2 separate regions of the Mus musculus genome follow, and region 1 is linked to region 2. Evidence: chromatin contacts called from public Micro-C data. All regions are on one chromosome and are shown on one strand. Each heading gives the region's core, a stretch centred on a gene start, on an enhancer-like site or on the middle of the called end of the contact. The rest is flanking DNA. Distances are from core to core; before and after follow the strand shown. Region 1 overlaps Fam169b (family with sequence similarity 169, member B). Region 2 has its middle 40 kb from the start of Igf1r.

Region 1 (6,472 bases), core at 689-3,188, 390 kb after region 2:
ACATCCTGGAGGATGACGCGGAGGGCTATCAGGCAGCAGCCGAGGCTTACTATGAGATGCTCAGGGAAGGAGCCCAGACCTCAGCAGAGGTTATCTCCCTTTCCACTGGGGAGCAGGTATGTTTAACTTTTCTTAGAGGAGGGCTCTGCCCAATCTAACTTAGAAAGAGAGATGTCATAGAAACAACATCTCAGATTTAGAAGAACAAAGACCAACACACTGATTAAACGAAACTTCTGGAGGGAATACGAAAGAATTCGTATAAAGGTACTTACCCGAACTCCCCCGCCCCCCAGCTCTATAAATAAAGACCCAGAAATTCTTTATATATTTTAAAGCTTAGGCTTTTAACTTGGGCTCTTTCCCAGCTATTCTAACCTGACTAATTCTGGCCTACGTCCTACCGCATAGCCAGGTCTACATCTCTTGTTCTCTGAATTCTCCATCCACCACCACATCTGGCTGAATCTCTCGCTTCTGATTTCCTCTCCCAGAGCCCTTTCTCTGCCCGGAAGTTCCGCCCTCCGCTTCCTGCTTTACTATTGGCTGGCAGATCTTTGTTAAAGCCAATCAGCAGGTACAGAAGGATGAATATTTATTAATTATCAGACTGGTGATGGGCCATTCAAGGAAACCCTTCACTAGAAATCTGAAGTTCTGAGTGTGGATCTAGCAGGACTGGCCGTGGGGTGGGATGTAAGCCAGAATTAGTCAGGTTAGCATAGCTGGGACTGAGCCCAAGTTAAAGGCTTAAGCTTTAAAATGTGTAAGAGTTTCCGTGTCTTTATTTATATTGTTGGTGGGTCCAGTTGGTGAGCTGTGGGCCAGATAACCTGTGGGAATCCCATTTCTATCACGGACGAGCTCGGTTCTCAAGGGTTTTCTCCTCTCTTATCTTGATGTTCTCACTGAATTCAGGGCATTGCACCACTTTCCTTGTGGGGCTGGCATGAGGATTAAATGAGCTTGTGTATGCTCAGCTGAATCTCAGTTTCTTCATTTTAAAGGGAGGGAGTAGCTCATGTCTGCCCTCCAAGGTTTGATTCAGTTCTGACATTTGACGTGGAGTGAAGCTGTGTCACTTACAATATTTTTGTGTTGCTGAGGTTCTGTGCATTGTGAATAGGTTCTGCAAGAGGACACACAGAAAACTAGAAATTTTATTCGTTGGGATTGTGGCAAGATTTAAAAATATGTGTTATGTGTGTGCCTGCGTATGTACACATGCATGAATCTCGAGGACAACCTCAGAGTGCATTTATATACAATATACAATCCGATTTGTGTTTTGAGACAAGGTCTCTCACTATTTCCCCAGCGCATCTTATCTGTCCTTTTTTGTTTGTTTGTTTTTGTTTTTTGAGACAAGGTTTCTCTGTATAGCCCTGGCTGTCCTGGAACTCACTTTTTAGACCAGGGTGGCCTCGAACTCAGAAATCCACCTGCCTCTGCCTCCCAAGTGCTAGGATTAAAGGCGTGCGCCACCACTGCCCAGCTGTGGTTTGTTTTTTGTTTTTTGTTTGGTTTTTCGTTACCTGTCTTTTTGTGTATGCTATGGTGGGAGTAAACTCAGGCCCTCCTGCTTACCAAGTTTGCACTTCCCTGGCTGTGCCCTCTTCCAACCCCGACTGTCTAAGACTGTTTTCCTCACAGTAGGCAGTATCCACATTTGTTTTAAGTGTGGATCATTTCACTCCTGCCAGAAATGGTTGTGATCTGGCTGGCAGGCAGAGCTAGTAGAGGGACGTCTTTTTGTACCAGAGTTAACGAAAACAGCGGCATATGCAGTTATAAACCATGGCTTCCTTGAGATTTTGGAGGTCCGGAGCTAACAGGCAAGTCCCTCTTAGAAGAATACCCCTCCAGTGGGGGACCTCAAGCTGTTGAGCCCCAGTGGGCGCTTGCTGACCTTGTGTGCTCTTAGCGCCCCCTAGTGGTGATGTAGGAGAAAGACACAGGGCTCCATCGGACACTGATCGCTGGGTGCTGGTGGCCAGGGGGAGCTTGAGAGATGCAAGAAGAGCTGTGTCCCCAGGTTTTTTCGTTTGTTTGTTTGTTTTTGGACACAGCTTCCACAATCTGCTGTTACAACACTCATACTTATGAATAACTTAGGAAAATAAACCCCAACGTGCAGCATGCTCATCGAAGGGATAAGGCTAAGGTTACTAACAGAAACAGAAAGTTGCTGACATGAAGATGTTTGAAGGTGAGATGACATGCCAACATGACTTCTTCCTTCCTCCTTTCCTAAAGAGAAGGGAGCTAGGTGAAACCCATTATTTGGATCTCTACTATTTAGCAGTGAGTAGGGACACAGGGGCAGGGACAGGGGCAGGGAGCAGGGTGCTATTTGGCACACTGAATCCTGCTCACCAGGAGTGAGCCTCCTCGCAGCCGACACGGCAGGGACTTTTGCTATCCAAAGATTCTCTGGCTGAAAGGAACGACGAGGAAGTGGTTTGAGGAGGCAACATGTCTTGACTTTCTTTGTTTCACAATTAATTTTTTTCTTGTCTTGACGTTGCATTTAAAATACTTGCTGATTTTTTTTTTTCTGGTTTAAAAAACGCACATGTTCATTTGTATGGTGTTTAAGGGCTACAACGAAAGACGGAGGGAGCAAAGCCATGTGGGGTTAACTGCTAAAAACATGTTAATGTGTTTCTTTATTTTTACATTTTTCCTTTCCACGTGCATTTTTATTTATTTATTTATTTGTTTATTTATTTATTTATTTATTTATTTTTTGAGCCAGGGTTTTGCTGTGTAGCCCAGACTGGCTCAAGAACTTGCAATCTTCCTTCCCCATCATTTCAAATGCTGAGATTTTTGCCTGCTTTAAAAAACCTGGGATAGGTCACTCCGAAAAAAAGAGGGAGGTCCCAAGATAGTTGCCAGTCCTTACCACCCCCCACGCCCCCACCCCCACCCCCCGGGATTTGCCAGGAAACAGTTCTCTATAACGGTGGTGGTCCGCTGTAAACTTTTTACAAGAACCTGCCTGCCTGGCCCAGCTGCACATTCTTCTCTAATTTTCCTATAGTCTCAGTTTTCAAAACAAAGTTGGTCATGGAATGTATTGGCCTTCTTGTGTCAGGAGCTGGGAGCAGAGGGTTGGATGTTTACAAAGAGGGCCTTAGATGTGGCCCTCAGAGGTGATCTGTTTCCTCCCGATGACTAGCAAAACCTCCTGGGACTGAGTCTTTGGGCTTAAGGACAGGACTGAGCCTGGAGGGCTCAGACAGAGGACACATTTTCAAGGCTGCTTTCAGAGCTGGTACCAGGGTCACAGACAGCAGGAACATCTATGGGGGGGGGGTACAGCCTGGGCTCAATCTACTCCAGGCTACCAGGGCTCTCGAGAAGATGAGAACGGCACCATAGTTGTCTGTGTGAGGTGGAGTGAGGCTGTCAGCCTTGCAGGTTGAGGTCTATGGAGGTCCAGGATGGAGAAGGAGTCAGAGAGAGAGAGAGAAAGAGAGAGAGAGAGAGAGAGAAAGAGAGAAAGAGAGAGAGAGAGAGAGAACGCAAGACCATATCCAGGGTGGCTAAAGCTTTCTTCTCTGCTCTTCCTGCATCCTGCTAACAGGGCTCCTTCTGTGAGCACTTGGCTGAGTAATTGCAAGTCATTCCCCTGCCTCAGTGACGTGAGAGAGCAGAACAGTAATTTCATTTGCCTTTTTTTTTTTTTTTTTTTTTAGGTCAGACTTGAGACTTCATCTCTTTGTTTTTGCACGATATACCGTGATGAACCTCAACATAAAATACTGGGTTTGGTTAATCCCCAGGACACAAAGACAGGTTGGTAGCTTTTTTTTTTTTTAATTGATTTGTTCATTTATGAGCATTGGTGTTTTACCTGCATGTCTGCCTGTGTGAGGGAGTCAGAGTCCCTGGAACTGGAGTTACAGACAGTTGTGAGATGCTATGTGGGTGCTAGGAATTGAACCTGGTGTCCTCTGGAAGAGCAGCTAGTGCTCTTAATAGAGTCAACTCTCCAGCCCCGTGCTGGTAGTTATTAATGGATATGGTGTCTATGACCAAGCTGCACATAGAGCCTGATTTTGTTGTTGTTGTAGTTTTGTTTTGTTTTTTTGTTTGTTTTGAGACAGCGCTTCTGTGTATCCCTCACTATCCTGGAACTTGAAATATAGACCAGGCTGGTCCCAAAACCAACAGAGATCTGCTTGCCTTTGCCTCCCAAGTGCTGGGATTAAAGATACATGCCACTACTGCCCAGTGAACCCTGGATTTTAAAAACGGGAATCTTGATTTTGTGGTATACAATATATGGGGATTTTCAATGTCTAGGGATGCAGCGGTCCATTCTTATTTATCTCTTTTGAGACATGAATCATTTTGCATATCTCTGACCACAGTCCCTACCCAGAGCTGCTTTGGGGCTCACTCTTGCTATTCCCATTAACAGACGTTCCAGAGCTGTGGGCACTGGCTAGGACACTATTGGGACATTCCCATGACCTTGTGGAATGAAAGGGCCATTTTCTTCTCCAAATGTAACAAACAAGGGCCTCACACTGCTCAAGTGACTTGCCAAAGGCCTTCAGCTAGAGCACGGAAGGGCTCGGTTTTTGCAGAGTGACAGTTGGGTGGGGGTCGTTTCTGACGGCGACAGTTTGGTCTGTGACTCATTTACCCTCTCTCAAATTATGGAGAGACTATCTGTGGCAGGTTTCTGCTTCATGGAGTGAGTCCTCTGGAGAGAGACGTAAGCATAGTCAATTGTGCCTTAGGCAGAGGCATGGAGACTGCTGGCAAGCGAGCCTTGTTGGGCCAGGCGGTGGTGGCGCACGCCTTTATTGATCCCAGCACTTGGGAGACAGAGGCAGGCTGATTTCTGAGTTCAAGGCCAGCCTGGTCTATAGAGTTCCAGGACAGCCAGAGCTATACAGAAAAACTCTGTCTTGGAAAAACAAAACAAAACAAAACAAAAAACCAAAGCAAACCAAACCAACCAACCAAACAAAAGAAAGCCTTGCTGGGAGGAGATCTAGCAGGTTGGTCTACCCGAACCCAGTGCACCAGCGAGCTGGTGGGAGGCACCTGACTTCTGACCTCACAACAAGCAATCCTTCGAGGCATTTTTCTTGTTTATTTTGCCTTTGCAATGCCAACAGTTGCTTTCCAGTAAGACGTAATAGTCATAGTACACTGGCAATACACTTTTTAGCTAGTTAGGCCTCATGAAATGACAGCATTTTGAGATTTTAGGTCTTTAACTGTTTTCAAAGGAGGACCGTTCCAGCTCTCCACCTCTCCTGGAGAAATGCGTTTGCGTGTCACCTGACTGTCTGCCTGGAGTTTAGGCTCAGAGTGTCCCTCGTTCCACTGAGTGAGATTCCTTAGCACATATGAATATGGATCAGGGTACATTCTTAAAAGGCAACAGAAAATTAAGTACAGTGCAAATGGGAAACAGATTTCTAAGAGTCCATTGTATGTTTACATCATGCAGACCGTCTCACTGTGGGGCCCCATGCTCGTATATAAAAGTGCTTTAAATAAAGTTTCCGGTTGACTTCCTGCTGCTGAGGGCTCCATTGTTGCTGGTTGCATTGTTGTTGATTCCAGAGGAGTGCCTGATACCCTGGTGCACTCCTTTAGAAGGGGTCTTGAGGTCTTCAGAGAGTGCAGATCTCTCTGAAGAGAATTATGGAACTAGAATCTTGCAGACCCTAGAGTAGAAGGACTCTTTTTTTTTTTTTTTTTTTTTTTGGGTTTTCGGTTTTTCTAGACAGGGTTTCTCTGTATAGCCCTGGCTGTCCTGCAACTCACTCTGTAGACCAGGGTGGCCTCGAACTCAGAAATCTGCCTGCCTCTGCCTCCCGAGTGCTGGGATTAAAGGCATGTGCCACCACACCCAGCTAGAAGGACTCTTCACAGCTCTGCCCAGTCAGTGGGTTCCTTACCCTTGGGGTAAGTTGTGTCTTTGGAGAAGGGGATTGCTGGCTCCGGTACCTTATCTTTGTCCTGTGCCATTATCTTTGCATGCTGGTGAAGGCGGATGCAAGTTTAATAAATGGAAGCTAAAGGGATCCAAAGCTGTTTGATCGGCCCTGCATATGAGTTAATTATTGATAACGGTGTGTGAGTTAATTATTGATAAGCCGGTTGACTCCATTACAGTGACTTCCGATAAGTCTGTAAGCAAATGAAAAACATCCTGGAAGGGCGAGTTCCCCAGGGGCAAGCAGTTGATGCTGCTGGCATCTTGCTCAGATGTGGGTGATGACATCGGCCACCATTTTCCCTGTAGGGAATTGCAATTGTGGTCTGCCTAAAGGTGGCTTCGGAGACAGGGTCTCTTGTCTCTGCTGCTTGTGAGCATTTATTCTGATTTTCTACATAGCAGCTGGTTGATATTCCTTAGGGGGAAGTAGACATAGGTACCCAGCCTCCCCCTTTCTTAGCTTCTCAAGGGCCTTTATATAATTTCTCTTGTTTTATT
Region 2 (7,086 bases), core at 2,326-4,825:
CCGAAGCCTACCATACATCTTGAAAATGTCCAGACCTGAGCCAGAGGGAGTCTCCGTTCCCTGGAGGTTCAAACCGTAAATGATTTGTCTATTAGTTCTTGTTTTTGCTGTTTTGTGTGAATTGGAAGCCCCGAAGTCCCAGGTGGAGCTGCAGCTTGATGCCTCTGTAGCGGCCAGCATCAAGCTGGTCACCTCTCGCACATCTGCCACCACCCCAAACTATCAGTCTCCTGTCCTCTGCTTCTGGGTCCCCTCTTTTAGAAGGCACTAGTTCATGTGAAAATCTACCTTACTTCGTGAAAGGGGGCTCAGTCACCCCGTTTGATCAGTTTCGCTTTTTTCACATTTCCTCAGCTGTGAAGAATGTCCTGGGGTAGGATTTATAACTGTCATGGATCAGACCCCTGCATTTTTTTTTTCTGGAAAAGCAGAGCATCAGGAGCAGGGACATGTCCCTTCTAGAACTCTAATGGTATGGTCCAGGGAAGGAGAGGACTCTCCAAACTCTCTCACAGCCCTGTGAAAACCAAAACTCACCTTCAAAGGACCCACATTTTCCATTCGCCTACATCCTAGATTCTCATTAAGATGACACTTTGCTCTGAGAAGATACCAGTTGGCACGTCGAGATTCTTCTTTAAAAAAAATAAAAAAGAACTACTTAAATATCTGATGTGTGAAAAACATTGGATTGGATTTACCATTTGTAAATTGGAGCTCACATTAAGCCGAGTTTGTCAACAAGGTTTATATAGAAATGTATGTAAATACACAGACTTCCAGTGTACATACAGAGTGTGTGTTGGAGGGAGAGACATGAAAATATACAACATACAATTCCACGAGGCAGTGATTTCTTAGGCAGGAGAAGAAAACACATTTCAGGATACATTTTAGAAGAGTAAAAGCCAACCAGTAGGCTTCATGGGGAAGGAGTCATCTATCTCTCTCAGGGTTGATTGACTAGCTAGTGTCTCCCTACCACACTGTTGTGCCCTGCATCCTGGGGAATGGGGATATGTGTCTGTTTGATTTGCTACTGTATCCAGAGCTATTCAATATAGTGCTTTGCACCATAGAAAGGTTTTGTGATGGTTACTAAATGAACTAACTCATACCTGACAGCTAGGAAAGCCCACTGTTGCATTAAAAAGCAAAAGAGGAGGTTGGGAAGGTGGCTTAGCTGGTAAAGGTGATCACTGCACAAGCCTAATGACTTGAGTTGGATTTGCACCTCCCCAAATAAAAACAAAAACAAATAAGGTCAGTAGGAGAGAACTGATTCAACAAAGCTCTGACCTACACACACACACACACACACACACACACACACACACACACCAGGATGTGCCCCATCCCTAAACAATAATACAGTTTTTAAGAGAAAAAGGAGTGGGGAATCTTGTTGCTTTCAAATGAATTTTCTGACTTCTACTTCTAGGCATGCCATTCTTGGAAGTCCAGCTTTGAGCTTGTATGTCAATCTTAGTCAGAGTGGCTACTATCAAGGGCTTACTGTTTGTCATAAGTCCTGTGGGATCCTGACAACACCCATTTAGATGGAGGGAATATTTTTCTTCATCATGACCACCGTGCCCAGTTTCCAGATGAGGACAGTCATACTGAAGGCGTGTCCTAAAACATGGATTGCAGCCCTGGCCATCAGGCCTCACACCCCAGCCTGTGTGGCTGCAGTTGCTCCTCTGCCAACCCTGACCCATTCCTGAGGAAAACTACTTTGGCTATGGCTGTTAAGGACCAATTATCTGCTTTCTCCCAAATCACCAGCATTTAACTTAAAACTCAAAACTCCCACACTCCACATCAGGACCTTCTAGGCTCCAATCTGAACACAGAACACGTGACTTTGGGCAAATTTCTTAGCTACTTCAAAGGCAGATGAAACACCTGTCTCCCAGAGCTATGTATATATACTAAAAGTCTATGTATTTACATACATTTCTATGTAAACCACGTTGACAAACTTAGCTTAATGTGAGCTCTAATTACAAATGGCAATACGGATTCTACGTCATTGACATGGAAGATATTTATCAACGAACAACTGCAGATACAACAGAAAACAAAGACAGCAGCTCAAATCGGAAGCAGGGACATGATGGCACAGATGCTGGCAAATATTTCACGCCTAAAGGCTGGAGAGCCGCGCAACAAACCACCTCTATTTATAGCTGAGAATAGACAGGCTTGCCGAATTCATCACCACGCCTTCTTCTTGCTGCTCCCAATGAATGGGGCTTTCAGCTCAAATCCCAAGTTGTGAACGACAATCCACACCAAGTTTTAGATTTAACATTTCCAGGGCCCCTATGTCATGAACCAAAAATGTGAAGTTCAAAAAAAAAAAAAACTGGAATGGAATTTAATTTCCAGGGGGCCTGGCTGGGTTGGGGGGGGGGGAATCAGGGACTTGTTCGAGTAACTGAGTGTCTCGAGTGGAAACCGTTATGTACACACAAGCAGACGCTTCAAGTATGAGGGCAGAACTGAGACCTCCTTTAAAAAAAAAAACGGTAAATACAATTTTGAGAACAAGCAAGTCCCTATATTTCTTAGGGTGGAAAGAATTGGGCTTACAGATATTTACAAAACCCAGGCTCAGGCTCCCTGAAGAGATCTTAAAAGAGTTCCTATCCCCGCCCCTTCTCTGTTTGCTCATTCGTGTACACAAACACACACACACACACACACACACCCCACCCCTCTGTCCAGGATTCCAATCTCAAGGCTGCTGGCTCCTGTGGGTGGTCACTCTCCTAAGAATGTGCTCTTTCGGGTTCCCCTGCTAGGAGGCCCCTGGTCTCTTGGTCTCTGGTCTGCTTTCTTGTTGGCAGTTTTCTTTTTTTACTCTCATTCCCCCCACCCCCACCCCCACCCCAGAAGTCCACTCCTGATTTCCACTAGGGACCCAAGCCTTGGGAATCTGAAGCTGCCACACTGTGTTCCCATAGAACTTAGAAGGTTTAATTTAACGTCTGACAACAAAGACATTTCCCTGCAAACAACCAGAAAAGGAACTTGGCCACGCTTTCAAAATGGGAAACAACAAAGGGGCCAAGGGAAACCTCAATGAAAACTCGGAGGGAACATACAAACTAGTCTTCTCATAAACAATTTTGTGTCCCTACAAAAACTTGACCCTTCATAACCCTTCTCATTAGAACACGGAAAGCCGTGTCGTAAATCCGAAATAGCCGGGGAGCTGCAGAAATGACTCTGCAGTTTGAATCGAACCTCTCCAGTAAAATACCATGTTCTCAAGGAAGTGAAAGATAACGAAATGGAAAAAAAGAAAAAGAAAAGGAAAAAAAAAAGAAGAAAAAGAAAAAGGAAAGGAATGCCGCACATTTGATGAGGTGCTAATATGTGCGATCCATAAAGAACTCTTATAACTCAATAAGAAAACAACCCAACCGAAAATGGACAAAGGACTTAGATATTTATTCAAAGATGAGGCACATGAAAAGATGTCCCCTTCATCAGCTCTCAGGAAAATGCAGATCAAAACCACAAAGAGGTTTGCCTCACAGCCTCAGAGATGACTGCAATAAAATGCCAGGCAACAGCCTGCAGTGGACAGGATGTGGGGAGGTCAGACGCCTCCTCCTTGATGGTGACATACAGCCCTTGTGCTGCCGCTTTGGGGGATGTTTTTATTTCCTCTCGATAGGTGAGGTATAGAATTACCACCTGACAAAGCCAGTCCTAGGCTTGCACCCAGCAAAGCTCCATGCCTCCCTCCCTGTCCCTGGTCTCGTTCAGAACAGGATGGTGAGACAGAGCACCAGGTAATGGTCCCACCTCCGACCCTGACAACCTAAGTTTGTTCCCCAGGGCCTGCATCAAGCTGTCCATTGATCTCTACATGTGACCTGTAGCACTGGTGACTTCACATACTCACAGTAAATAAATCAAGCATCTTGTCTGGCTTTGTTTTTTAAGTAGAAAAAACCCAAGTGTTCACTAACTCTTGAGTGGAACATAATCTATCCATATGCTAGAACAGGATAGAATAGGATAGGATAGGATAGGATAGGATAGGATAGGATAGGATAGGATAGGATAGGATAGAATTCAGCTATACACAGGAATAAGTTAGTATTTAATTTTTAAAAAAATATCTTAATGACTTCTTTGAGTATTTCAGACAATATATTTTGGTGACATATCCCCCCCCTCCCAACTCCTCCCAGACCATCCCACCTCAAGAATCTCCCCCAACTTCTTGTCTAAAATAATAAAAAGCCAAAACAAAACAAAGAAACTCCCCCAAAACATAGACTCTAGTGTACACCGCCTGTTTTGGAGGACCATGCACAAGAGCATGGTCAACCTACTAGGAACCACAGCCTTAACAACAAAACAGAAACCTGACTCTTCTCCCCCTAAAATTAATTTATTTTTGTTTTTGTGTATATATGTGTCTATGTGGACAAAGAGCACGGGTGTGCAGGTGTGCATGGGGACCAAAAAAGGGCCTCATGACCCCTTGGGCTGAAGTCTCGCAGGAGGGTATGAGCTGCCAGCCAGCAGATGCTGAGAACTGAACTCAGGTCCTCTGTAAGAACAGTAAGTGTTCTTAACTATGGAGCCACTTGTCCCATAAACAAGTTTCTTTGTAAGCCACAAGGACAAACCTTGAGCATGCTAGGCCAAGTGAAAGACACCATAAAATAACACAGAAGTCCTGACTCCATTTACATGGAATGTCAGAAACAGGCAAATCTGTGGGGACAAATGGCAGCTTGGTCCTGACTGTATCTGAGGACTTCGTGCCTGTGGGCACTGATTTTCTTTCTCGATGATGAAGAGGATGCTCTAAAATTAGGTCATGGTGTGGCCACACAACCCCGGAGAAAGCACCAACATCACCAACCTGAGCAGATGAATTAGGCAAAGCCAGGGGCACGTGAACTGTATTTCAGTGAACATTTAACATTTAAGAGTGATGCCTTGTTAACATTTCCACAATTCTGTGCTAAACACCTTAATTTATCATTTTGTTCTCAACACACTTTAGCACACCTGCTAGACTATTTCAATCCTTAATGGTTCAAAAAATGTTTTGACATTAACATTTGGAAAAAAAATATGACAATACTTTCCACTTTTCTCCATGTAAGTACCAAAAAATGGCGTCCTACAAAGGATGCAATTCATTTCCCTTGGAGAGCACAAAGGATATACTTTTTAAGGCCTTTCCCCCTGAAGAAGGTTAAGCCTTTAAAAAAAAGAAGAAGAAAAAAAAAAAAAGAAAAGAAAGTAATTCTTTTGAGAATTAAAACACCTCCTAAGTGTTTTTCCAAAGCTTTCACATAAACACATCCCACCTTACTTTCCCAGGCAACAGCCAAACCTCTTCCATGAGGGCTTACTCATTTGCATTATTCCCTTCCCCCTAGGACCATGCATACAGCTGGTGCTACATAAGTGTATCTAGGAGAGTCTGTGCACAGAGGACAGTGACACCCACTATGTGGGTTTGGCCTGCTGTTGGCTCCACTACCTCTACTAGGCACACAGAGAAGCACCCAGCTCTTCTCTGGGGCTTCTCTGGTCAGGCTGGGTCTTCATCCCAGTTTGCTTTCTGTTGCTGTGATAAAATGAGGTGACCAATAGCAATCTGGGGGAGCAAAGGGTTTATTTCGCTTATCTTTCCAAGACACAGTTCACCCCTGAGGGACGTCATTGTAGGACCTCCAGGCAGGAATCTGGAGGAAGGAACTGAAGCAGAAACTGTGGAGGAGGGTTGTGGACTGGTTTTGTCTCCAAGGCTTGCTCAACTTGTTCAATTTCTTTTCTTTTTATTTATTTATATATATTTTTGAGATTATAACATAATTCTACCATTTCCCCTTTCCTTTTTGTCCCTCCAAACCCTCACATGTATTCACTTTCAAATTTATGCCCTCGTTATTTCTAACTGTTGCTCCATCCATCTATCTATCTATCTATCTATCTATCTATCTATCTATCTATCTATCTAATCTATTCTGCTCAGTCTATATAATGTTACTTGTATGTACATGTTTTCAGGTTTAACAACAACAACAACAACAACAACAACAACAACAAAACCCTACAGGCAGTCAAGAACTTCTGAAAGCAGGGGAAATCATCTTCCCAGAAAAAATGACACCCATTGGTCATCAACCTTCCTTCCTTCCTTCCTTCCTTCCTTCCTTCCTTCCTTCCTTCCTTCCTTCCTTCCTTCCTTCCTTCCTTCCTCTCTCTCTCTCTCTCTCTCTCTCTCTCTCTCTCTCTCTCTCTCTTTCTCTCTTTCTTTCTTTCTTCCTCTCTTTCTTTCTATTTATTTATTTTTCTATTATATGTAAGTATACTGTAGCTGTCTTCAGACACACCCAGAAGAGGGCATCAGATCTCATTACGGATGGTTGTGAGCCACCATGTGGTTGCTGGGATTTGAACTCAGGACATTCTTAACCACTAAGCCATCTCTTCAGCCTTCTTTGTTATATAACCCAGGACTACCTATCCAGGGATGGCACTGTCCACAGTGAGAAGGGCCCTACTGCATCAATCATTAATATGAAAATACCCCAGAAACATTCCCAAAAGGCTATCCAATGGAGGCAATTCCTCCTCTGAGGTTGCTTCTTCCCAGGTGACTCAGTTTGTGTAAAGTTGACAAGGACTAGCCAGCATGCAGTATTGTGACGGTCTTTCAGAAGATTACAATTTAGTATGTGTCTGTGTCCAGGTGGCCTGGGGTCTGCAAAACAGGTAGCAAATGAACAGAGATGGTGAGTTTCATACTTGTGGCACCTTCAGTCTGGGTGGGAAAGAGCTCAGCCTGAAACAGCAGAGATAAAAACCACAGAGCAAAGCCCAGGCTTCCCTGTGCAGCGGTGGGCATGGAGCTTCTGGAGAAGTTTGGGTTTGACTGTGGACCTGGGGGTGGGAGAGGCAAGGTTGCAGATGAAAGGAGGCAGGAAGTAGATATCCTACTAAGTGAGAGAAAGATAACAAGTAAACCTGTGCACCAAAAGTAAAGAACCAGCCTCAGAGATGAGCCTAGGAAAAGAATGTGCCAGCCAACTCCAA

The links. Hi-C and Micro-C count contacts between places; a contact is called where the count stands out from the background.
Region 1: a Micro-C map of embryonic fibroblasts shows a contact between it and region 2, with 3 times the contacts expected there. The contact joins two enhancer-like sites. A contact is called at or near these places in 1 of 484 Hi-C or Micro-C datasets (embryonic fibroblasts), 1 of 115 datasets of contacts at active chromatin or transcription factors (bone marrow-derived macrophages) and 1 of 9 other capture datasets (embryonic stem cells).

Annotation. Positions count from the first base shown.
Region 1 is chr7:68,300,848-68,307,319 of GRCm38.p6, forward strand. It overlaps Fam169b (family with sequence similarity 169, member B), which reads left to right. Exons shown (of 9, transcript NM_001374636.1): 2 at 1-116; 3 at 3,705-3,804. Among named protein-coding and RNA genes, the nearest start is that of Gm16157, 27 kb to the left of the region's middle. Within about 2 kb of position 1,939, at least 61 of the 459 cell types and tissues checked have an H3K27ac peak or open chromatin away from gene starts, as enhancers often do. A contact at or near this core is called in embryonic fibroblasts, where this site is marked.
Region 2 is chr7:67,908,411-67,915,496 of GRCm38.p6, forward strand. No RefSeq gene overlaps it. Among named protein-coding and RNA genes, the nearest start is that of Igf1r, 40 kb to the right of the region's middle. Within about 2 kb of position 3,576, at least 71 of the 459 cell types and tissues checked have an H3K27ac peak or open chromatin away from gene starts, as enhancers often do. A contact at or near this core is called in embryonic fibroblasts, where this site is marked.